Linked DNA regions of Mus musculus: all the other regions are linked to region 4. Evidence: chromatin contacts called from public HiChIP or PLAC-seq and promoter capture Hi-C data. All regions are on one chromosome and are shown on one strand. Each heading gives the region's core, a stretch centred on a gene start, on an enhancer-like site or on the middle of the called end of the contact. The rest is flanking DNA. Distances are from core to core; before and after follow the strand shown. Region 1 holds the start of Use1 (unconventional SNARE in the ER 1 homolog (S. cerevisiae)). Region 2 holds the start of Myo9b (myosin IXb). Region 3 holds the start of Ell (elongation factor RNA polymerase II). Region 4 holds the start of Slc35e1 (solute carrier family 35, member E1). Region 5 holds the start of Ankle1 (ankyrin repeat and LEM domain containing 1).

Region 1 (4,407 bases), core at 806-3,305, 1.1 Mb before region 4:
GGATGCCTCAGCATGGGCCCATGGAGGTACCCCCTTCCTCCATACCTAACTACACATCCACCAAAACATATCTCCTCTCTTTATCTTTTTATAAACACATCAGTCACTCCACAGAAGTGCTCCTTTGTGGACCCTGAACTCAGTATTCCATAGCACATTTTCTGAAGTGAATGGGACCCCAGGAAACCTGCTATGCTCTGGTCCTTATGAAGGCCAGTCACAAGCAGTGGCAGATAGGCTCAACCACTCAATAGGAGAGAACCCATTCCACAAGTTGTCCTCTAATCCCCAGGTGTGCACTGTGATGTATGACACAAGAGCACATGCACACACAAATAATCAAATTTAAAATGTAAGACATCCCACCCAATGCCAGGTCTTAGGTATGTGTGACTGTTGTTTCTTTATTCCATGTCACTCCATTTCGGTCAATCCCAAAGTAATGCAGGTTGTAGCAGCAGGTGAGCAGAAGAGCAAAAAAATGGTACATACATACAACACAGCATCTTTCCTCTTTAGAAAGGAGACACATTCTGTGGGTGTGGTAGTCAGGATGGCGTGCAGGTACTAGTGTGGCACAGGCCTTTAATCTCAAAAGAGGCCAGTCAGGGCTGTATAGTGAGAGCTAGCTCCGAACAGTGCTTACTGTTCTTTCAGAGGACATAGGGCTTCTATTGCTGGGAAGAGACACCATGACCATGGCAACTTTTATAAAGGAAAAATTGGGGGGCGGGGGGGGCTGGTTCACAGGAGTTTAGTCCATCATTGTCATGTCAGGAAGTATGGTGACACTCAGACAGAGGTAGCTGAGGAGTCCATATCTGAATCAGCAGGCAGCAGGAAAAGGACTGTATTCCAGTAGGCCTAGTTTTTGAGACCTCAAAGCACACCCCACCCCATGGTGTACTTCCTCCAATATGGCCACTGCCTGTGGTTTACTATGGGCTCATTTTGATTCAAACCACAAGCAACAAGGCTCAGTATTCAATTACCAGCATCACATGGCCCTCACAGTCACCATAACTCCAGTGCTCGGGGATCCAGTATCATTTTTGTTTTTTAAGGTTTAAATAGTTTTTTAGAGACAGGGTTTCTCTGTGTAGCCCTGGCTGTCTTGGAACTCTCTCTGTAGACCAAGCTGGCCTCAAACTCAAAGATCCACCTGCCTCTTTCTCCTGAGTGCTAGGATTAAAACCCTACCACCACCCTGCCCAGGTTAAAATGTTATGTTTAATTGTGTGTTGGTGTGTGCATATGAAACGTGAAGAAATCAGAGGTGTCAGATCCCCGGAGTCACAGGCATCTTTTCTAAAAACGTGGACTGAGACGGCTTGTCTAGCATTTCTAATGCTCATAAGTTACATGCGAGTGAAAGAGGTAAACCTAATATTGGTTCACAACCACGGTAAATCCAGCTCCAGGGCATCCTGGCTTGTTTTATAATCCTCATGGCATTCATTCCCTGATCCCTGAATTTCTCATTGGCTAAGTTCTTCGGGAGGTACAATATTCTCCATCCTTCGGGGCCTCGATCATGTAGCCGACTACATGTAACCTAAAATGAAAGAGAGTTGCTGGTAGCTAGGGAAGGGGGGGCCATGGACCATGATTTATTAAAGCTCAGGATGCTGGCAGCCAGGACTGGAAACTAGCAGGTCCGGCCAGATGGAAACGCCCAACTGACACGTCATCAAGCAGGGTCGGGGGAGACCCCAGGTCAAGGTTCCCGCTACAGAGGTAGAAAACACGTGCACTGCGCGCGCAGAGGCGAGGTGAACAAGCGGAATGCAATGACCGGCGAGGGAAGATGAGGAATGGCTTTTCCAGTCCTTTCAACGAATTCTCGCCGGACATAATCGGCTGTTCAGGGCCTACATGGACTACAGAGACTCTGCTTCAAAAAACGAAAAAGGCCAGGTATCAAGACCATCATTTTAAAAAGAGACAGGGACGAAAACGATTTATCTTTGAATAAACTGCGGCTTGAAATAAAACTCTACTTCCGTCCCAAGCGTAGCAGGGCGGACCTCGGAGGGGAAGGACCTCACTCAGGCACTTCCGCCCTTTTCTAAGATGGCGCAGGCGGAAGGAGCCTATCATCGCCCGCTGGCGACGTCGCGGTTGGAGTTGAACCTGGTACGGCTGCTTTGTCGCTGTGAGTCGATGGCGGCAGAAAAACGAGAACCGGACGAGTGGCGACTGGAGAAGGTGAGGGATTCCCACGCCGCCGCAAAGGCCTGCGAACCAACTCCACAGGCCACTGTCTCCGCTCCTTCTGGTCCGCGGCGACACGCCCCTCGTGCGTAACCCCTGACGTCCTAGTTTTCTCCCTACAGCTTCACGCACAGGCCACGCCCTCTCAATTCTAGGTCTTCGCTTATGTCCCCTCCCCTCTCTGACTCCTCTCCGGGTCCCACCCCTCTCCCTGGTTTGCTCCTGCCTTGGGCCACTGGCTTGGCTGACACCATACCTTCCCTCCCAGTATGTGGGTGCCCTGGAAGACATGCTGCAGGCCCTGAAAGTTCAAGCAAGGTGAGTGTGGGGGCACCGAGTCACCACCTCCTACGACGGCACAGCAGCAGACTAACTTTTTCCTGCTGCCTTTCAGTAAACCGGCCTCAGAAGTGATCAGCGAGTACTCCCGCAAAGTGGACTTTCTGAAGGGCATGCTGCAGGCCGAGAAGTTGGTGAGCCTGCCCTCCCATCCCTCAGGCGGGCCTCACTCAGTTCCCCACAGCCCCTAGGACCAGGGCACAGCCCCCCAGTAACTCGTCTTCCCCTTCCTATGTCTCCTCAGACCTCCTCCTCTGAAAAAGCTCTAGCTAACCAGTTCCTGGCTCCTGGCCGCGTGCCCACCACAGCCAAGGAGCGGGTGCCTGCCACCAAGACTGTACATTTGCAGTCTAGGGCACGTTACACCAGTGAGATGCGGAGTGAGCTGTTGGGCATGGTACGATTCCCTCCCTTGTACTTGGGACCAACCTCTGGATAGCAAAAAGAGTAGTCTTCAGAGGGGAAAGACTGGAATAATACCACAAACTCTAGTGGGCCTTAGGCAAGGCTTCCCCAGGAAGGCACTGTGCTCAAGAAGAGGAATTTGGCTGGGTGGTGGTAGTACACGTCTTTAAACCTCAGCACTGAGGAGGCAGAGGCAGGCAGATCTTTGTGAGTTCAAAGCCAGCCTGCTTGCTCTACAGAATAAGTCCAGTAATCAGGGCTACACAGAGAAACTCTGTCTTAAAAAAAATTAGCAAAACAAAGAAGAATGGACCACATCTGGTTAAACCCCAGAGTTGGCCCCACAGCTTTACATGAGTCAGCCCAAAGCAGAGAGAGATTTAGGGAAGATATCAAAGAGCATGGCCTCATTCCTCTCTCCTCCCCACAGGAACCATCTGGAGGTGAGACATGCTGAGCATGACTGTTCCTGCCACCCCACAGCCCTCATGCCTGCCCATCCCCCTTGATTTTTCCCAGCCCAGGAAGAGGTCCCAGGGTCATCTTTGCCTGAGGGGAGGCTGAGAAAGAGGATGGTTCCCAGCACAGTGCTAGGCCATTGAGAGGGATCTGGGACCAGGGAGAGTGGGCAAAAAGCAGTTCACAGGCAGAACAGCATTTTGCTGATCAAGGTCAGAAGTTTGGAAACAAGAAAGCTATCTTCTTTGTTCTTGGCCTCTTTTGCTTCCAGAATGTGAGGTGGACATGAGGAAACGAGCGTGAGTATTTCAGCCACAGCGTGACAGGGAAGGGAAATGAGCGGCTGAAGCTGGGGCCCCTGAGCTGCTATAAGGACCAGCTGCCTGCTGGAAGTCCTTTCTGGGGCTGCTGTTCCCAGAATGTAAAAGAGCAGGGGAAACTGAGTCCCCAGTAGAACTGAGGGTGGTGCCATGGGCCCTGGGATCCTTGGGAAAGGGCCACATGGATGTCTTTACCTATCACTACTGGGGACCTACAAATGTGGCGTCAGCAGTGCGAAGGGGTCCAGACCTGCAGATGAGAGGCAGTCAGCATCCGAGCTAGACCTCGTCCTCCAGAGGCACCAGGGCCTCCAGGAAAAGCTGGCTGAGGAGATGCTAGGCCTGGCCCGCAGCCTCAAGACCAACACACTGGCTGCCCAGAGTGTCATCAAGAAGGACAATCAGGTGTGGTAACACTGCTGCCTCTGTCTGCCTCAGAAAGCTCTGCAAAAAAGGGGCATTGTGACTGGTGTTTTGCTGGTTGAGCAAGAGTTTGTTAAAGCCCAGGGGGAGGGGGTAGCTGAGCATGCTTGGCCGAGGTCACACTATGCACCAGAAGCACAGGCTACTCAGGAAAAGTCATACTTGGGTCTCAGTCTTGTTGACACAGCCCCTTCTTCTCCCACAGACCCTGTCACATTCACTCAAGATGGCAGACCAGAACCTGGAG
Region 2 (4,762 bases), core at 449-2,948, 1.2 Mb before region 4:
CCTTTCAGGGCTGGGAGTCTCAGGTGTAGGAGGCTCCTACCATAGGCCTCTTCTCTTAGCATTTCAGCATTTTACATTTTATGTAGTTTGTAGTGCTCGTGTGCCATGATGTGCACATGGAGGGCAGAGGACAAAATGCGTAGTCAATTGTCTTAGTCAGGGTTTCTATTCCTGCACAAACATCATGACCAAGAAGCAAGTTGGGGAGGAAAGGGTTTATTCAGCTTACTCTTCCACATTGCTGTTCATCACCAAAGGAAGTCAGGACTGGAACTCAAGCAGGTCAGGAAGCAGGAACTGATGCAGAGGCCACGGAGGGATGTTCCTTACTGGCTTGCTTCCCCTGGCTTGCTCAGCCTGCTCTCTTATAGAACCCAAGACTACCATCCCAGAGATGGCACCACCCACAAGGGGACCTCCTCCCTTGACCCTAATTGAGAAAATGCCTTACAGCTGGATCTCATGGAGGCATTTCCCTAACTGAAGCTCCTTTCTCTGTGATAACTCCAGCCTGTGTCAAGTTGACACAAAACTGGCCAGTACATCAGTTATCTACTTTCACCATATGAAACCCATGGATCAAAATAAGATCATGAGGCTTGGTGGCAAGAGCCTTTGTTTCACCCACTTGACCTTCACAGAGTGTCCTTTGCTGTATACAGTCACAATAGCCCGTGACCCTCATCCTTCAGACTCTTAAGCAAACACCCATGGGTGTAGTGAGTCAGGGCTAAAGGGGAGTGCGACAAGCAACCCTAGAGCTCCTGAGGCCTAGGAAAAGGTCTGTGCTGGGACTAAAGTCGTGCTACCATGTAGGGTCACGTTTTTCCTTTAAAAAAAGGAAGGCTAGGTGGTGGTGGCACATGCCTTTGAACCCAGCACTTGGCAGGCAGATTTCTGTGAATTCAAGGCCAGACTGGTCTACAGAGCTCCGGATCAGCTACACACATACACACACACACACACACACACACACACACACACACACACACAAAACAAAAAACAAAAAACACCACTGTCTCCAAGGGGAAAAAGAGAGAATGTCCACCAAAGTCCACGCACAACCCCAATTCTGAACTGCATCTGGGACCCCAGCTCCCCAGCACGCACCGAAGCGGCTCAGAGCCTGGGCTTCTGGTCTGGGAGAGATTCGGGCATTGGCTCATAAGATCCCAGTTCTCCAGCTCCGCTGCCTGTGAGCCCAGGATCTGGTCTTTGGCCAACCCACAGGAGCCCCTAAATTCCGCCCTTCTGAGATCCCAACTCACCCTGCGTCCCGTTCTGAGGAATCCGCCATTCTCCCGCCTTCCACTCAAAGGCAAGCGTCTCAGGGTCCCGCCCGCTAGGAGGCAGGGAGTAGTGCTGGAAGCCGGAGGGTGCTCTCTTCACGCGAGCCGCGGGGCGGGCTCCAAGCTTGCTACAGTTCGTTCAGCCTGGCCAAGAGCGCCGAAAAAGGGCGTGGCTCCAAGGTGTCCCTCAGACGTGTGGGCTTCCGGCACCAACCTGAGCGGGCTAAAATACTGCTGGGGAGGGGCGTGACTATCATAGCGCCCGCCCCTCTCAGCTGTGGAACACTTAGCATCTGGAATGCACCAACCGCAGAGGGCGTTCGCTGCGCGCCTTTAGATGGGGCGGGACCTCGAGTCGCCCCGCCTCTCCGACGAGTTGGCGCCCGCCCACTCAGCGCCTCCGGAACCCGGAAGTGAAATCGCACGGTGCAGCGGCGGGCGAGGCTGGTCGCTTCGGGGCGGGGCGGCCGGGAGCAGCGGGCAGGCTGGCCGGGGACCGGTGGCGCGCAGCGGCCCGAGGTCCAGGTAAGTTCTCGCGGCGGCCGTGAGTGGAGACCCGAGCCGGGGTTGTGCACCGGGTTGCTCCTGAAGTCGTGGGACGTGAGGGCAGGATGCGGCCTGGGGGACGCGTGGACGCTGAGGGGGTTGAGACTGGCGGGCTTACCGCGTCTTTCAGCGGCGGCTGAGGAGAGGACGTGGCTAAGGTGGCATCTGGGGGGATCTCAGGAAACGGGGGAGGCCAGGAAGGCGGAGCCGAGGGGCCGTGCTAGGGAAAGGGACTTCTGCACTCGCGGTCTGAGCCCTAGGGTGTCAGAGAGGCGCCGGGCTCTCAGAGAATGGGAAACGGTCTGTGGCAACCCACTGTTGGGGCTGGAACGTCTAAAAGAGTGGGCCTGGAAAGACACGCAAAAACAGTTCCTCAGAGGGCCGGAGGAGTGGAGAGGAGGAGGAAAGGGAGATGACGGGGTGCAGCCTCTGGAGACTCGCCCCCGCCTTCCCCTCTTGATTCATCTTCTTCCTGACTTCACTCCCGGACAGCTGGGTGATCCGCCAGGGCGAGTCCCAGCGCCCTCTGGGTTCTCTCTCTGCTTTGATAGGCACATCACTTTCTGCTCAAGAAAAGAGTAGCTGGACTCTAGAGGAGGTTGCGGGGTGGGGGTGGGGTTCTGACACCCGAACTGCGTTTCAGAAGAAAGGGAGCCGGTAGGGTGGAAGCCACTCTCTCAAGAGAGTCACATCCTTGGACTTAAACGTTTTTTTGTTTTTTGTTTTTTGTTTTTAAATGACTTACAGGAAATGTATACCTCAGCGGTGGCAGAGATCTCAGCCCCGTGGAGTCACAGCTGCCAACAAACCCTCCCTTCTTTTTCTAGGGACCCTAACTCCCAAGGCTTTATAGGGGAGTCCTTTTGTGCCTCTTTGGCTCATTTTCCAGCACTTTAAGACATCCACCTAGCAGCCCCTCAGGTTGTATCTCCTTACCTTGTTGGGTATTGTCTAGTCTTTGAGACTTCAGTATCTTAAGGTGTCAAGGAATGGCTGGAGGTGGCATGAGCAACTATAAAGTTATTGTCACCGGCCTCTCTGCTCCTACAAGGCCTTGGAGCTGCCTGGTTTTGATTGGCATCACTTTCTCCCCCCCCCCCCTTACCAGTATTCCCTGTCTGCTGTGTGCTTGCTGAAAGGAGGCCAGGTTTAGAGCTCCATTTGGTACAGGAATCTGGATATAAAGGAAGCCTTAGAGACATGACTGCCCCATTCACTTCAAGAATGTTCTGGAAGAAATCTTTCAACTTAGCTTGCCCAAGGGCACACGGTGCAAGTCATGCCCCTTGGAATATCGAAGACTTTTTGGTCCTGAGACCCCAGGAAGGACATGAACTTTCCTATGCATGACACACTTTTTCTCCTGCTTACTTGGAGCTGTGACTCAGTGGAGGTCTCCTGGAAGAAGCAAGCGCCTTGTTTGGGGTCTGGCCTGGGGCAAGACTCTGCCTATTTCTCCTTTGGATTGGCCTGTGTCAGCCTTTTTCCAGAGCTAACCCCACTTATTAACTTTCATGTTTCTGGTACACACCCTTTGGTTTTATGCAGCTCCAACTTTCTGTCTCTTGCCCTGCAAATGCTGGGGACGGAACTTAGAACCTTGTGCTTGCTTACTGGGTAAGTGTTCCACCATAGAGCCACACCTCCAGTCAGGTGTCCAGGATGCTACCTGCATGAAGCACAATGCTCTGGCTTTGACCTCCTACTTGGGTAAAACCCTCTCTCAAGTCTAGCTAGTACCTTGTGGGTCAGGTGGGGACTCAGGACTCCTGGGCTTGACTCCCTTCCTGACAAGAGACCATGAACTTGTGGCTTCCCTTTCCTTATCTCTCTGGTAACATGTGGTGAATGGGTCCAAAATTAACCAAGCAAGAGCTGGTTGTGCCAAGTGGTTGGCTGCCTCCTGAGAGCAGAGCTGAGATCTCCTTGTGCCTCAGAGGAACAGCTATTGTCCCTTTACATGGAAAGAATGGCATTCCCATTAGGCAGACCTTCACAATGACAGGTGACATGAGTTATCACAGGGGCAGAATTGGGAAGACTGAGAGCAAGACTTGGGATGTGGGGGGGTCCACTATGTTTCCTGGGAAGAGTGTCTGGTCTGCAGTCAATCCTGGGAAGCCATGTCAGTGGTGAACCCAGAGTGACAGGAACAGATATCCTGTCACTCTCCTCTTTGGGATACTTGCTGTAGCCTCTGCTTTAGTTTGTTTCAATTTTCTTTTCCATTCAACCACCAGGAAAGAGTCCTTTCTCAAAATGGACTCAGGCAGGTGCTGGGTTTGGAGATAGATCCCTAGACTTTTCTAGAACCAGGAAGCGAGGCTGGGAGGCTAAGTTTATGCTCTAGCTCTTATCACACAAACAGCCCAAATATCCACAGCACCCTAAGAAAGCAAAAAGCCAACAAGTCTGTGTCTGTATTCCCTAACCCTCTAAAATAGCCTTTACCCAAGTTTGGCTGTCAAACTGTCCTGACATCTGGTGTGGGGGGCCATTCTTTGCCCCAGGGCCATCTGTGCACCATGTGATGCTGTAGTGTCCCCAGCTTGCATTGGCAGGAGTGTGTTGACCAATGATGATGATGGGTTGTATGGAGTAGAGTGGGCCACATGGAATGGACCCAAGGTGGTTATAGATGCTGTGCTGCAGTCCCCGCTAGCCTCGGTGCATCTCAGGGTCACCTGCAGGAGTCAGGAGAGGTGGGGACGCCTTGATTGCTAGATCCCGCTGGCCACTGCATGGAAGGAGACCAGGGGAAGAGTAGGGCAGGTGAATCAGCCGAAGCAGCCTGGCAGGCACAGCAGGGCCATTGTTTCTCTTCTCCTTGTATCACCACTGACCTGAGTTTCTGGAGACTCTGTCCCCATCTGGAAGCAAACTGTCACTTTTCTTGCAAGATTAGCTATACCAGACTCCATTCTCAG
Region 3 (4,573 bases), core at 975-3,474, 2.0 Mb before region 4:
TGAGTTCGAGGCCAGCCTGGTCTACAAAGTGAGTTCCAGGACAGCCAGGGCTATACAGAGAAACCCTGTCTCCAAAAACAAAAACAAAAACTGTCTACAGGGCTGGAGAAATGGCTCAGAGGTCTTGACTGTTCTTCTAGAGGTCCTGAGTTCAATTCCCAGCAACCACATGGTGGCTCACATCCATCTGTAATGGTATCTGATGCTCTCTTCTGGTGTGTCTGAAGACAGCTACAGTGTACTCGCAGACATCAGATAAATATATCTTAAAACAAAAACAAAAGTGTCCACAGGTAAGCAGTGAGCAGCAGTAATTGATGCTGATCATCACATGAGTAAGAGAAGCTGTTAATTACACACACCAAAATATTACATAGTCATCAAAAAGGAACGAAGCTCTGATTCATCACCAATTGATGATCCTTGACAACAATCACACCTCAAAGGCCTCAGGTTGTAGGACCGCACTATGAAATACCCACAAAGACAAGCAGATCAGAGTTGCCAGGTGACAGAGAGGGAACAGGAAAAACTGCAAATGAGGACCAGGCTTTCCTTTGATAGAAATATTCTGGAACAGTCAGTGGTGTCGGTTGTGCAACATTGAGTACGTGTTGGATGTTGCGTTAAGAGTTGTTTATTGGAAAACCAGCGCGTGACGTGTGGGATATTCATCCAGTTGTTGAACTTTTAGCATCAGACATAATCAGCACTTCATCCTGTTTCCACAGTTCTTGCCCTGGTTCTGGGGATCCCCCCTATTAGCTGGACCGGGCAAGCCCACGCCCACTTGGTTTATGTAACCACGCCCACCACAAGCCTCAACAGACGCCCACTCCGTCCTGGTGCGAGCAGGCCTGGCACTTGACCCTCTGGAGAGCTGTGCCTAGACTCCACCCAAGGAACGCGGAAAAAAAGCATAAATATCAAGCTGAAAGGCCCAAGTTCAAGTGTTAAGGGTTCATGAGTAACACATGTAGCGGCGAGGTTAGGAGCTTGGAAAGATGGAACCGTCAGCTCTTATACTTATGAGCGGGTGGGGAATAGGCCACGTCGGTCAAGCGGTCAGGGATCTTAAGTCAGTTGGGTGGGAAACCCTTGAAAATTGGTTTTTGAAACGCGGCAGCGGCAACTCCTGAATAACTCAGCTTGCCCAGCGGCTGAGGCTTCTGGGGAGGGCCTCGGGAGCTTGGGGTCTGACTATGTAGCCCAGTGCATGAACTGAAGTAGGGCAGACCCTGCGACTGCGGGGGGCGTATCAGTTGGGCGTTTGGCGGGCAAGCGGTGGTCTGGGAAAATCAGCAAGCACGGGGTGGGGGAGTGGCCACGCCTGCTTCATGAATAATACAGCAAGTCGGTAGGCGGGCTTTACGGGAGTTTGGGGGCGTGGCCAAACGCGGAGCGCTTGGGGAGCAGTTCCTCGGTGACGCAGGGTTCCATGGGCGTTTGGGGGCGTGGCATAGGGCTGGTAGAGGAGGCGGGCTTCAACGCGTGTAGGCGTGGCTAAATATGTTTCTTTAAGGTGATTTTTTTTTCACTGGGGGCGGGGTGGGCTCGCTGCATATGAGTGACCATCTAGATCTGGCTGGCAACTGCGAACAAACGTGTTCGTCGTCGCGGCCTGGCAGTCTACCAACACGTCGGAGATCACGGCCAGTTTCTCATAAATAACACACTCACGCGACAGGTCGCGAGGCTGAGAGGGCTTTGCTGGGTTTGGGATGAGGATGGGTTTCCTGCAGTCTTGGGGTCGAGGCTGCCTTCGTCTCATGAATAATGCAGGAGGAGTCGTCAGGTAGGAGGAGCCTGTCTGTGAACTGGCGCACGCGCATGGGAGTTGTTTGCAAGGGAGGGAAGTTTCTTAGAGAGCTCTGAAGAGCTGTTTTAAGGCTATGACTGGCCTCGCGAGACCCTTAGGGAGTGGCCAGTTGCGCTGTGGTTAGTTTTTGAAGGCGGGTTTGGAGCGCGCGGGAAGGCGTGGCTAACCTCTCTTCTTGAATAATACAGCAAGACTCACAGTCTCCGGTCCCGAGAGCGGGCCTGTAAGTGCTTGGGGGCGTGGCCATCTGTGCGGGCCCGAGGCAAAATGTTCCTCAGCTCTGTCAAAGAAGGCACGCGCGCCCGGAGTGGGGCGTGGCTATGCTGGCCTCATGAATAATGCAGCACGTCGGCGGGCGGCGCGGCGGGGCGGGGCGGGTCAGGCCGGCGTGCGGGCGCAGTCGCTGAGGAGGGGGGCGGGGGAGTGATGGTTGCAAGATGGCGGCGCTGAAGGAGGCTAGGAGTTACGGGTTGTCGTGTGGGCGCGTGAGCGACGGCAGCAGGGTGTCGGTGTTCCACGTGAAGCTCACCGACAGTGCTTTGAAGGCTTTTGAAAGCTACCGGGCCCACCAGGTGAGCTTTGCGGCGTCCTGGCGGGTAGGCTGCGCCGTGGGGAGACACTTGCGGGGACCTGTGGGGGACAAGGCCGCGCGTCCACACCTGGCGATACCTTGACCAGCCCCAGTGACATCCTTCAGGTTGGCTCTACTCTTGTCTCTTTTTTTAAAAATAGGTCCTTTCTATGTAGCTCAGGTTGTCCCTGAACTGACGGCCATCCTCCTGCCTTAGGTTCTTAAGTGCTGGGATGACAGGTGTGTTTGGATCCACTCATAGAAGGGGTAGTTTGACAGAAACTTACTGCCTGGCCCCAGATCCTGCCACTCTTGTAACCCTGTTTCCCTGGATATTTTGGACAAGGCTGTTGTGTTTTTCTCACCGACGGAGGTGGTTGTGTTAGCCATGGGGGCTTCCTCCCCTGGGCACTCAGCAGGAGGCAACTGTAGCCACCACACTTGGTCTCTCCATTTTCCACTCTTCATCTGGGAGAAATTCCAGGCTTTTTGGTACTGCCTCCTGGCTTGGGAGTGGGGTTAGGGATCCTGGCTGTGTCCCTCTTTCCTGTGCCTCACTCTGGGTCACACCTTGATGCCCCACCCAAGCCACGGTATCACCCTGCATCCATCCACTGAGACAGAAGTTGCAGGACCCCAGGGGAAGTGGCTTGAGGGTTCATCTTACTAAAGTGACTGGGGTGTTGAGTCTGTGTCTGGGATGTGTGTTTGCCTGTGCTGGCTCGGGGGGTGTTGACGCGGTCGAGTGAACAGAGAGTAACTAGGAAAGAATGTGGTTTTCTTCCTGCCCAGGACATGTGCTGCACCATTGGCCAAGCCAGGAATTTATTCCCCATTCAGTGATCTGGGGAGCCTACCTCTTCCTGCATGTCTTCCCTTCACTTCTTTGAGCCACTTCCTGCCCGTGCCCGGGTTTTAGTTTTTTCCTTCCTAGAACAGGTTGAATCTCTTTGGAAAAAGTCCTTCTTCCCTTGTCAAAAGGGGCAGAAAGTGCCCCTGCAGGTGAGAAGGAAGAGGTGGTGAGGATTTGGGTGGCAGCCACTGAGTGACCAGCCCAGCCACTCTTCCTGGTTAGAATTCCAACCTGTAGTCTTTCCCCTTGGGCCATTCTGACTAGTCCTGGAGAACCAGGGCTTTTCTCAGAAACAGCTGGGCCAGAGCATGAGTCACTGCTGTCAGGTGAACTTGGTACCTGGTGGCAGTCGCTGGCCCTTGCTCTGCCACCCCTACAGCCTTCTCCAGCACCGCTGTCATACTGTTATTTTTAATTTTGCTGTGCATTACATCCCCTATCGAAGCCTGGTCTTCCTCTTGTGAGGGCACTTGTGGAATTGCAGGCCACTGTGCTCGGGCCCTGAGGAAGCCAGTTGTGTCTAGCTGTTTGACTACCAACCATAAGGGACTCTGTGTCTTGTGGCTGACAGCATTCAGTTTTGGGACAGTCCAAACCTGTGTTTATCTGGAAAGCTGACAGGGCACTTACTGGCAAGGCGACTTTGGAGTGTAATCTGTGGTCAGCATCAGAGCTTCACTCTATCCTAGGCTGCTGTCAAACCCATGACTCTTGACTCTAGGTGCCAAGGTGGCAGGCAGGAACCACCACCAGCCCAGCTTCAGAGACGCATATAGTTTGTTTCTTGGGGTTGTTTTGTTTTGTTTTGTTTTTGTTTTTTTGAGACAGGGTTTCTCTGTACCACCACGGCCCGGCTCTGTTTCTTGTTTTTTAAGTAATCCTGGTTGTCCTGGATCTTGCCAGGTAGAACATACTGGTCTCTAGCTCTCGGAGATCTACCTGCCACCTTTATTAGGTTAAAGGTGTGTGCCACAGCACCTAACTTGGATTTACTCTTACTCTCTGAGTGTGGAGGGGTCTGAGCTGAGACAGTGTTAGCTCTGGTGGCAGGAGAGGACAGGTTTGGAATGGTGAACCAGGGGAAGGGACTTGGAGAAACTTGAGTAACTAGAAAGGCACTGGATATCAGCTGATGCTCACAGGGCCAGCACTACCTCTTGTCCCTGCTTTGAGTTGGTGCCACATTAAAAAGCAACCTGTCCAAGTTAGTCTCTTTTGCTTCTCCAGCAGTTAGGTCTTGAGTCTGCCCGGCACTTGCTTACCACTGAGCAGTGCCACCAGCTCTTTTATGTTTCGTATTTCTAGATGGGGTCTCTCTGTGTAGCCCTGG
Region 4 (4,334 bases), core at 517-3,016:
AGCTCTGAGCTCTGGGTGCTATATATGATCCATGTCCAGATAATCACAACCCAAGGTTCCTTGGTTCAAAATGGGGGTTGAACCCCAGGCCTTTGGGTTCTTAGCAAGGGCTCCACACTGAGCTACAACCATATTTTCTTTTGCCCCTTCTTTCTTCCAATTAATTAATTAATTAATTAATTAATTTTGAGACAGGGTCTCTCTACAGAGTCCTGGAACTTACCATGTAGACCAGGCTGACCTCCAACTCAGAAATCCTCCTGCCTCTGCCTCCAGAGTGCTGTGTTAAAGGTGTGTGTCTAGAACTCCTTATTCTCCTGCCTCTGCCTCTCAAGTGCTGGGAAGACAGACCCATGGCACCATGCCAGGCTTTGTAAAGTTTTAGTTTCTACAAACTGGCTAGATTCTGCCACGGTCAAACTCCTTTGGCCTACTCACATCAGATCCAGACAACCCCTACCAACCATTCTGTCTAGTGACAGAAAAACTAGGACATGATAGTTTGTAAGTTCGTCAGGACCAGGCCTGACAACTTGAATCTGATCCCAGGTATCCACAAGGTGAAAACTGTCCTCTGACTTCCATACACGTGGCAATGCACAACACACACACATAAATAAACATTAGAAAATAAAATAAGAGAAGGAAAACTTGTCCCAACTTAATTTGTTGGTGACTTGCTAAAATGGAACCAAAGACATCACCTACCACCAATCCCAGAGTCGGAATCATAACAGAAAAGAACAGTGGACGCCAGAGGGATGTGGCGCTCAGGGACAACAAGCAAGAGATTATGTGGTGATATCGCCCCATTCACACACACATCTGCTGTCTGAAAGGTGAGTGCGGGATGCTAGGTGCTAGCCACAGGACAAGGCTGACACCTTGACTTCCTTATTTGACAGGAAGCAGGAGGATGCCACGGTCCAACCACGTCATCAACCTGGTCAGCTACTGGGAATCCCGCCTAGCCCAGGGCTTCTGCCAGAGTTACCTTGGTGCTCTGTTTCTCCTTCATGATGATCCGGGACAGGAGGACCACCCAGATGGGCATGGTGGCCTTGACTGCAAGAGAGGAAAAGGCACTCAGTGGGCAGTCCTGGCAACCTGCACACCCGACCCTGAACCTTCCTTCTGTAAGGCTTCCTCTCGATCCCAATAGCTGGAGTCAATTCTGCTAGGCGCTCGGTAAACTCCTCAGACCTTTTCCAACGTGAGAATCCGACGCACCTTGGCGGCGTCTCAGTCAGACGGCCCGCGCACTCGTACCCACACTTCGAAGCCCCAGACAGCGCGCAAAGCCCGCCTCAGCACTTACCGGTGTGCGCGTAGGAGACCGGCACCTTCCAGATGCTGACGTGCGCCGACACCGACGCGAAGTACTTGCCAAAGGCAAGCGGCAGTACGTAACGCGGATAGAAGCGCGGCGGCAGCAGCGGGCCGGACGCCGGATGCGGGCCGGGTCCGGGGCCCGACACGGGTGGCGCGGGCGGCACGCGCCAGGCGCGCAGCAGCGGCGGCAGCCCCGCGCACAGCGCTAGGATGTGGCACAGCGACACGGTGACCGGGAACGGGAAGGCGCTCAAAATCACCTTGTTGACCACGTTACCGCCCGCGCTCAGCGCGTACCATAGTAGACACAGCACCGCCACCCGCGCACCCTCGCGCGCCCCGCCGCCGCCACCCGCGCCCGGGACCCCTGCGCCCGCGCCGGGACCCGCGGTTGCCGCCGCCGCCATCCTGCCCGAGCGGCCGCCCCTTCCCGCCGGACGACCGCCGGACGCGGGCAGGGGGCGGGACAGCCCTGGAGGGCGCGCCGGCAGACGCCGCTCACCATTGGCCCCTGGCCCTTGCGTCATCGCCGCTCGCCATTGGCCACCGCCCCATACGTCATCGTCGCGCGTCCGCCGACGCGCCCGTACACGTCGTCGGCGAGGGCCCTACCCTCACTTAAACGCTTTCCGGGAGGGGGCGGGGCTAAGCCCGGAAGGCGGGCCGTAGGGCCCGCGGGTGGGTTAAGCGCGTTACGTTCTCTCCGGTGACTGGCAGGACTCCGTGGGAGGTGCCGGGCGACGCGGGCCCGCCCACTTGAGGCTGTGGAAGCCGCGTGCCTGGGGCGTAGACAGGGCTTAGATCTTTTAGAAGAAAAGAAACCGATTGCGGTAAATCCTCTGGACTACGCCGGGTCCTCGGAAGCTGTGCGGTAGGTGTCAATTTCCCCTCACAGACCAACCGAGAGAAATCCAGGGTTAAGTGTCTCCTGCGACAGTGTCTTAAGAGCTCAGCTGACCGGTACGATGCTGGGCAAAACCACGAAGGCAGGACTAGACTTACAAAACTCGATTCCCAAGATCGTGTGCTTTTAAGTGAGGGAGAATAGTTGTTCGCGCTCCTTAAAATGTGTTCATTTATGGAGGCGGGCACGAGCGTGTGTATACACATATTGAGGTCAGACGAGTTGAGTCTTTTGTCTCTTTTCTACCATGTGCATCCAGGAAAAGAAACTAACTCTGGCAGCAAGCGTTTATTTGCTGAGCCATCTCGCCAACCTCAATATTCTCCTTTACAGCGTCTCCTTGAATGCCAGGGTGTCTTTCTACCTCACCTATGTTTTGGTTTGCTTTTCTCTGTGTAACAGATTCCTGGCTGTCATGGACTCGATTTGTAGATTAGGCTAGCTTCGAACTCAGAGATTTGCCTGCCTCCGCCTCCTGAGCACCATGCGTAGCTACTCACCCGTTCTTCAAGGTAGACTGTGTTGTACCCTGGGGTTTGCTGGATACTCATCACACATGTGGCAGTCCTTGTGGATCTGAGTAGAAAATGGCCTGGTCCCTCCCAAAGCAGGAGTTTAAGAATATGGTGATAGGACGCTGGGCTTTGTACCCTAAGGCCTTTGTCACAAACTAAATACAAGAGGAATTAGGATCTTTGGACAGAGCAGTGTCAGATGGCCCCACTGATGTGTTTTGGTTGCTTTTATTTCATATTGGATTTGGCCCTGGCAACTCTGGAAGCTTTTTCATTTCACAACAGGTACATGTACTCAGGGCAACCCAGCTGTGGTTTCACCTCCTCAAATGGCCCTGTAATGGGGAGTGGGGCCATTCTGCAACAAACCTCAGAAATTCCTACTGGCTCTGAAACGGGTTCTGGGTTGGCTTTGGTACCAACCAGACCAGGAGGTATGTTCTAAGACTTAAACCATGAAGCTGCTGTTTTATGAATAACTGTTATCTTTGAAATTAAGAAGATATGGATGAGTGAAAAAAAAATACTAGACACCTAATCTTGGCTTAATTGTGTATGTGGGAGAGAGGGGGTAGATCATTACTATATAACGAAGGTGACATCTTAGTGGACACCTGTCAGGTATGGAGGCAGCCTTGGGTCTGCCTGCAGCTGCTAGCCCAGGGCTAGGGCCAGAAAATAGTTATGTACATCTGGGCCATGCAATCTCCCTGATGGGCAGGGAAGGTGTACACCATGTCACTAAGAGGCTCCTCTAGGTGGGTGACCAAGGGGATGTTGTTGACCATGAATCAATGAAAAGCAGATAGAGAGGCCCTGCCTGCCGCTACAAAATAAAGCTAAAGGGATGTCACCAAGGCTGGCATAGTAGGTATGGATGTGGGCTCCAGGCACTTACCCCTGTAGGAAAGGCCAGATTTAGCTATACATGTGCAAATGAGAAATGATTCCAAAACTGGTTTGTGCAAATATTTTTTTTATTTCCACATTTATATCACAAGTTGTCCACTTACTGGACCAAATAGCAAAGTTGCTCCCTTCTGCGCGAACACAGAAGTCTAGGTACTGTACATTCACTAAGGCTCCTTGTTTTTGCAAATCGCGTTTATGACCATAAGGCAAACGAATCTAAAGGAATGGTTATGAGTGTTTCCAGCCAACAGACGGCTCTTCCCTAGCCCACCAGGGCAACTCACACCAGTAGCACCCTCGGGAACTTTGTGGGTTAAAGACTCTAGAAAGATGGCATTTTTCTAGAGTTGTGCAGAAAAGGAAAGAAGGGAAGGAAAAGTCATTTGGCTGGTGGTAGGGGAAAAAAGAGAATGAAATAAATGAGAAAACTCAAGTTTCTGCAGCATTTCTTTTAAGAACTGGGACTGAACTGAAACCATATACAAATGGGCAGACGACTGTGCAGTGTGGGTGAGGCTGGCCCACCCACACAACACCAGGGTTCACCACAGCAGAGAAGCTTCCAGCGCACAACACGAGGGCGACAAAAAAAACCACTGGCTCGAGAGTAGCCTGTGCCTCAGAGACACCAGGGCCAAAGAGCAAGAGATGCAAAGAAGAGATGTGTCTGT
Region 5 (4,834 bases), core at 528-3,027, 1.1 Mb before region 4:
CCAGCTACAAGTATGAGGTAGCACTTGCTGGTCCTGCCCTGGAGCTGCACAATTGCATGGCCAAGTTGCTGGCCCACCCGCTGCAAAGACCCTGCCAGACCCACGCGAGCTACAGCCTGCTGGAGGAGGACGAGGAGGCTGGAGAAGAGGAAGCCACTGTGTGAACTATGACATGTGACATCTCCGCACCCTCCTATGAGGAGAGCGCAGGCACACTATTATTGGCCCATGCTCAATCCCACTCTGTCCACTGTAAATTCATTCTTCCTGGGACTATTTTTGTCACCGGAATAAAAATCTGAGGTCCCTGAGCCCACCCTTGGTGTCACTTTGGGCTCACTGAGACCTGTTATTAATGTCACAGAAAACAGGCACTAAACAAAGCAGTGGTGTATGGCTTCAGGCTCAGCTGTATCCGAGTAACCCACAGGCTGGTGTTCACTGCGCTTTCCAAACTCCTCTTCATCCTACAGAACCCACTCCAGATGTTCTTTTATCCAGAAAGTCCTCCAGAAACAGGGAAGATCTATTGAAAGTGGAACTGGTATGGCTGTCATATTTGGGACCTCCTAGATACACAAAAGTCCCAGCTCCAAGTGGGAAGTGGGTTCTGATGACACCTGTCACCCCCAATCTCAGTATCCTGATCTGATTGAACTTGTGTAGCCATGTGGTCTCGCCATGAGCAATCACTGCCTAGGGTTTGGAACCCTGATGTCCTAGGCAAGGATGGGGACATAGGGTGTGCGCCCTAGAAGAGGAAGGGAAACCCAGGAACCCCCCAGCCCCAGGTCAGACCAGAGGTTCAACCTGTCCACCTTCTCCATTTATAGAAAACAAAATGGCAGTGGGTGGGAGTTGGGCTCACCTTGATACAGGCGGCTGAGACATGAGGAGGCCAGTTCTAGGTTAGCAGGGCCCGCATTGGGAAGCACTGGATCAAACGGTGCATAAAAAATAGGCCAGGAGCCTATGATGACTCAGCCATTTAGAGCACAAGCTGTTCTTGCGGAACACCCGGGTTCAGCTCCCACACGGGGTCTCACAAGTCCACTTTCCGGGGATTCGATGCCCCATTTCTGGTCATGCAAGCAAAACACCCACACACTTTAGTTAATTTAAAAAGTAGGTCAGCTTGATTTTCTGGCCTTTGCATTTATTGGGCACTTAGTGTTGAGCCCTGTACTCCCATTTGCAAATAAGGAAAATGAAGCTCTTTATATTTTTTAATTAATTAATGTGTATGTGCACACGTGCGTGTGCTTGTGCAGGCTCCCGGCCCAGGCACACGTGTCGAAGTCCGCCTGTTCCTTCTTTCCAATGTGTGGGTTCTGGGTATCGAACCCAGGTCACTAGACTTGGCAGCAAGCATCTTGACCAGCTGTGCCGTCTCGCTGGTCCTCTCAAAGCTCTACTCCACAGAGCTACAGCCAACTCAGCTGTGCCATGCTGTTCCTCGGGAGTCTGATCCCAGCACTCGGTTGGCTGAGACAGGAGAATGACTGTAAGTTTTTGAATACCTTGAGGTCCGTCAGGGGTATCCAGGAGTTTGTTTTGTTAAAGACAAAGAGAGGCCCCGCTCTTTATCCCCAGCTCCCCTGGAATTTGCTGTAATTCTCCTGGCATCCCAGATGTACGCACCAAACCCTGGAGTCCCTCTGGCTTGCTCCGGACGTAGGGTGCAGCTAGTCAATCCCGATCGGCGTGGGGCGGGGCCAGAAGCAGAGGTGGGCGTGGCTGCGCGTGCGTAGACAGTTGCCGCGCGAATTTGAACTGCAGAGGGCGGTGACTCCTATGGGACATGGCCGATACTGCATGCTTGGCTCTGAGGCTGCTAGCAGCACTACGCGAGGAGGAGGCGCGGTGAGGGCGGCCGGGTCCGGGTGCTACCCGACCTTCTGCTCCCCGGGTGGTCAGGAGGTCTGAGGTCTACTGTGCTCGTCCTCCTGCAGGGCTGTGGAGGAGCTGCTGCGCCTCGGAGCGGACCCCAACCTGGTGTTGGACGATGGCGCTGCGGCGGTGCACCTGGCAGCCAGAGCGAGCCACCCGCGCGCCCTGCATTGCCTTCGGATGCTGCTGCGCTGGGGAGCGGATCCCAATGCTCGGTGAGGCGCGGCCCGGGTCCCTGGGTGCGGTAGGCGTGACTTGGGACAGCGGCACTGGACGTCAGGCTCCGGGTCCGAGGCGTCAGTCAGGTCTAAGATGGAAATGTCTGCTTCCAAGGTCGGGTACAAGGTGTCCCATAACTGTCATCTGGCACTCTGGGAGACTGAGGCAAGAGGATGACCGTGAATTAGAGTCTCACATGGTAGTGGGCACCGGTCATCCCAGCACGGGGAACTGAGGCAGGAGGAGCAGGAGTTCATGGCTAGCCTGGGCTATGCGAGACTGCCTAGGAAAGGAACCAACGCCGCACACCTCTCCTCTGTCTTTGGGGATCCCAGGTCCGCGGAGGGGCTGACGCCTGTGCATGTGGCTGCCGCGTGGGGCTGTTGTGGTGCTCTGGAGTTGCTGCTGAGCCGAGGAGGTGACCCCACACTGCGGGACCAGGTCAGTACCCCGCGCAGGCACACATGGGTGGCAGGAGGGTGGGTTAAGGACGCCCCCTGCTGACGGTGACTGCACAGGATGGGCTCAGGCCCTTGGACTGGGCACTACAGCAGCGACACCACAACTGCGCACGAGTGCTGCAGGAGCTGGACACGCCCACCCAGCCTGATGAGACCCGAGAACCCACAGGTGAGAGGAACTGAGGGGGTGTACCGGGCTACCACACTGCCCGGCCCAGTTCTGTTTGTACATCTATCGTGTCAATCACTATCCATGGTCTATCTTATCGGTCACATAACTATCATGCCAATTACCTACCTGTCAGTCATCTCGCACCTATATCATTTATCATGTCTATATCATACCTGTTTATATCTGTGTTATATCTGATTACTTATTTATCCATACATTTATACATCTATATGCAGAGACGTTTCATGTAGCCCAGGGTAGCTTTGAAACTGAAACATGCCAAGGACCTGCCTTAGCAGAGTCTTCTGGAGTTTCTCAAGATTCGGAGTTGCACGTGCATAGAGCTGAGCTGGAGGTGGAGGCTGTAGAGGTGGCTGTGCATCCCCAGAGCTCTGAGGCCACCGAGAACTCAGACTACAGCAGCGATGCTTCGTTTGTCACTGCAGTGGAGGACTCTCTGCAGCCCGGGCGCCCTGGGGGGGCATTGGAGCTAGTGGCTGGCTTGTGGGTAACCCGTGGGGCTGTGTCAGCTGGGAAGGGAGCACCCAACTGCCAGCCGCAGGTCCTGACATTGACTGCAAGGGACACGGACAAACCCGTACTGCCTGGTGATGGGGATCTGGGGGCTTTGCACCCCCACAGTTCGGTGCCCCCCATGTCGGATCTGCAGCTCCTCCAGGCCCTGCGGGCGCTGGGCTATAGCCCTGGACCCGTCACACCTTTCACCAGAGGACACTATCTACGGCGGCTGCAGGAAGCCCAGGCTAGCCGTGGTGAGTCCTTAGGTGGTGGTATTCAGAGTCTGGCTACACTCCAGGAATCCTGCCTTGGCTGTTAGATAAACCACCCTCACCAGCTTTTGTCCTCCACCCTGAATCCGTTTCCCCTCCCCAGCTGATGTAGGGCATAGCCAAGAACTGGCGGAGGCACTAAGGACAGGCACCATCCCTGACTGCCAGGTGGATGAGGAAGCCCTGGCTCAGTGCTTTCAGCGGCTGGATCCCTTGAAGAAGTGGCGGGAAGGCATTACAAAGTCTAGTTTTACGTATCTACTTCTCGACCCCAGGTATGGTGACAGAAAAGCCAGGGGCTGAAATTAGAGGATGACTGTGCAGAGCAAAACTCCGCTCTGCAAGTTCCTTTCTGGTTGGGTAGGGGAAGGGCTACCCCTTGCTGATAGTTTCTGCCTCCATCTCATGGTTTATAAGATCAGACTGTGATCTCAGGTCAGGGTTGTAACATCAAACTCAAAACAACAAAACAAAAAACCCCCAACAAACAGTAGGAATTTGCTCTTGATTCACTGTGTGTACCTAGGGAAGGGATTAGTCTTCTCTGTTTGCCACCTCCTTTAGAAATGGTGTCTGGGGCCGGGCAGTGGTGGCGCATGCCTTTAATCCCAGCACTTGGGAGGCAGAGGCAGGCAGATTTCTGAGTTCGAGGCCAGCCTGGTGTCTGGGGTCAGTTCTAGCTGTGAGTACCCATTTTATGGTGTCCTGGAAGTGGGTACAGTGGCCATTCTCCCTGTCTGCCATCATCACCCCTCCTTTTCACACTGTATGTTCTGTGCATGTGACTGTGTGCATGTGCTCACACACTGTGGTGCTCATGTAGAGGTCAGAGGACAGCTCGTGGAAGTCTGTTCTCTTCTGTCATGTGGGTCCCACATGGGCTACTCTGTACCCCAGGCTGACGAAGGACCTGCCGGCCCGAGCCTCTTCCCTCACACTGGCTGAGTGTCTGCAATGTTTCGTGAGAGCCATCTTCTATGTGGGCAAGGGAACCCGAGCCCGACCAGATGCCCACCTCTGGGAAGCCTTTGGCTACCATGACCAGCCAAGGAAACAGGTGGGGCATGAGAGACAGGGTTGGGGTGCATCAGCCACCCTTCAGGCCTGGGAGGAAGATAGCTTAGGATCCCAGCTGATCCTCTACTATCCCCCAGGTCTGTCCCAAGGTTCGCCGGATCTTAGACATCTGGGCTAGTGGCCGGGGCATCATCTCTCTGCACTGCTTCCAGCATGTGGTGGCCATGGAAGCGTACACTCGGGAAGCCTGTCTGTTGGATGCCCTAGGTAGGGGTCTGGCTTGT

What was found. Promoter capture Hi-C pulls out the DNA fragments that hold promoters and counts their contacts. HiChIP or PLAC-seq counts read pairs in DNA pulled down with a chosen protein or histone mark. Capture Hi-C pulls out chosen DNA fragments and counts their contacts.
Region 1: a contact with region 4 is called in a promoter capture Hi-C map of liver, with 2.4 times the contacts expected there. The contact joins the promoter of Use1 here to the promoter of Slc35e1 in region 4. A contact is called at or near these places in 1 of 39 promoter capture datasets (pre-B cells), 3 of 484 Hi-C or Micro-C datasets (B cells, CD4 T cells and uterus), 1 of 115 datasets of contacts at active chromatin or transcription factors (thymic regulatory T cells) and 2 of 9 other capture datasets (adipose tissue and liver).
Region 2: a contact with region 4 is called in a promoter capture Hi-C map of adipose tissue, with 2.2 times the contacts expected there. The contact joins the promoter of Myo9b here to the promoter of Slc35e1 in region 4. A contact is called at or near these places in 1 of 39 promoter capture datasets (pre-B cells) and 1 of 9 other capture datasets (adipose tissue).
Region 3: a contact with region 4 is called in a promoter capture Hi-C map of pre-B cells, with 3 times the contacts expected there. The contact joins the promoter of Ell here to the promoter of Slc35e1 in region 4.
Region 5: a contact with region 4 is called in an H3K27ac HiChIP or PLAC-seq map of thymic regulatory T cells, with 6 times the contacts expected there. The contact joins the promoter of Ankle1 here to the promoter of Slc35e1 in region 4. A contact is called at or near these places in 3 of 39 promoter capture datasets (cranial neural crest, embryonic stem cells and pre-B cells), 3 of 115 datasets of contacts at active chromatin or transcription factors (pancreatic cancer cells, regulatory T cell precursor and thymic regulatory T cells) and 2 of 9 other capture datasets (adipose tissue and liver).

The regions. Positions count from the first base shown.
Region 1 is chr8:71,365,162-71,369,568 of GRCm38.p6, forward strand. It overlaps Use1 (unconventional SNARE in the ER 1 homolog (S. cerevisiae)), which reads left to right and starts at 2,056. Exons shown (of 8, transcript NM_025917.4): 1 at 2,056-2,208; 2 at 2,483-2,532; 3 at 2,609-2,687; 4 at 2,798-2,950; 5 at 3,389-3,401; 6 at 3,689-3,716; 7 at 3,971-4,142; 8 at 4,366-4,407. The coding sequence starts at 2,074.
Region 2 is chr8:71,271,016-71,275,777 of GRCm38.p6, forward strand. It overlaps Myo9b (myosin IXb), which reads left to right and starts at 1,699. Exons shown (of 40, transcript NM_001142322.1): 1 at 1,699-1,814. Haus8 (4HAUS augmin-like complex, subunit 8) reads right to left here and starts at 1,575. Exons shown (of 11, transcript NM_001163042.1): 1 at 1,269-1,575. The coding sequence starts at 1,297.
Region 3 is chr8:70,537,451-70,542,023 of GRCm38.p6, forward strand. Ell (elongation factor RNA polymerase II) reads left to right here and starts at 2,225. Exons shown (of 12, transcript NM_007924.2): 1 at 2,225-2,391. The coding sequence starts at 2,257. It overlaps Gm51534 (a long non-coding RNA gene), which reads right to left and starts at 2,079. Exons shown (of 2, transcript XR_003947400.1): 1 at 2,018-2,079.
Region 4 is chr8:72,490,848-72,495,181 of GRCm38.p6, forward strand. It overlaps Slc35e1 (solute carrier family 35, member E1), which reads right to left and starts at 1,767. Exons shown (of 6, transcript NM_177766.3): 1 at 1,319-1,767; 2 at 995-1,065. The coding sequence starts at 1,739. It overlaps Med26 (mediator complex subunit 26), which reads right to left. Exons shown (of 3, transcript NM_027485.4): 3 at 3,711-4,334.
Region 5 is chr8:71,404,235-71,409,068 of GRCm38.p6, forward strand. It overlaps Ankle1 (ankyrin repeat and LEM domain containing 1), which reads left to right and starts at 1,778. Exons shown (of 9, transcript NM_172756.3): 1 at 1,778-1,863; 2 at 1,953-2,105; 3 at 2,445-2,550; 4 at 2,628-2,739; 5 at 2,979-3,515; 6 at 3,637-3,808; 7 at 4,431-4,590; 8 at 4,688-4,817. The coding sequence starts at 1,802. It overlaps Babam1 (BRISC and BRCA1 A complex member 1), which reads left to right. Exons shown (of 9, transcript NM_026636.2): 9 at 1-538. The coding sequence ends at 164. It overlaps Gm39193 (a long non-coding RNA gene), which reads right to left and starts at 1,777. Exons shown (of 2, transcript XR_870504.2): 1 at 1,642-1,777; 2 at 1,114-1,485.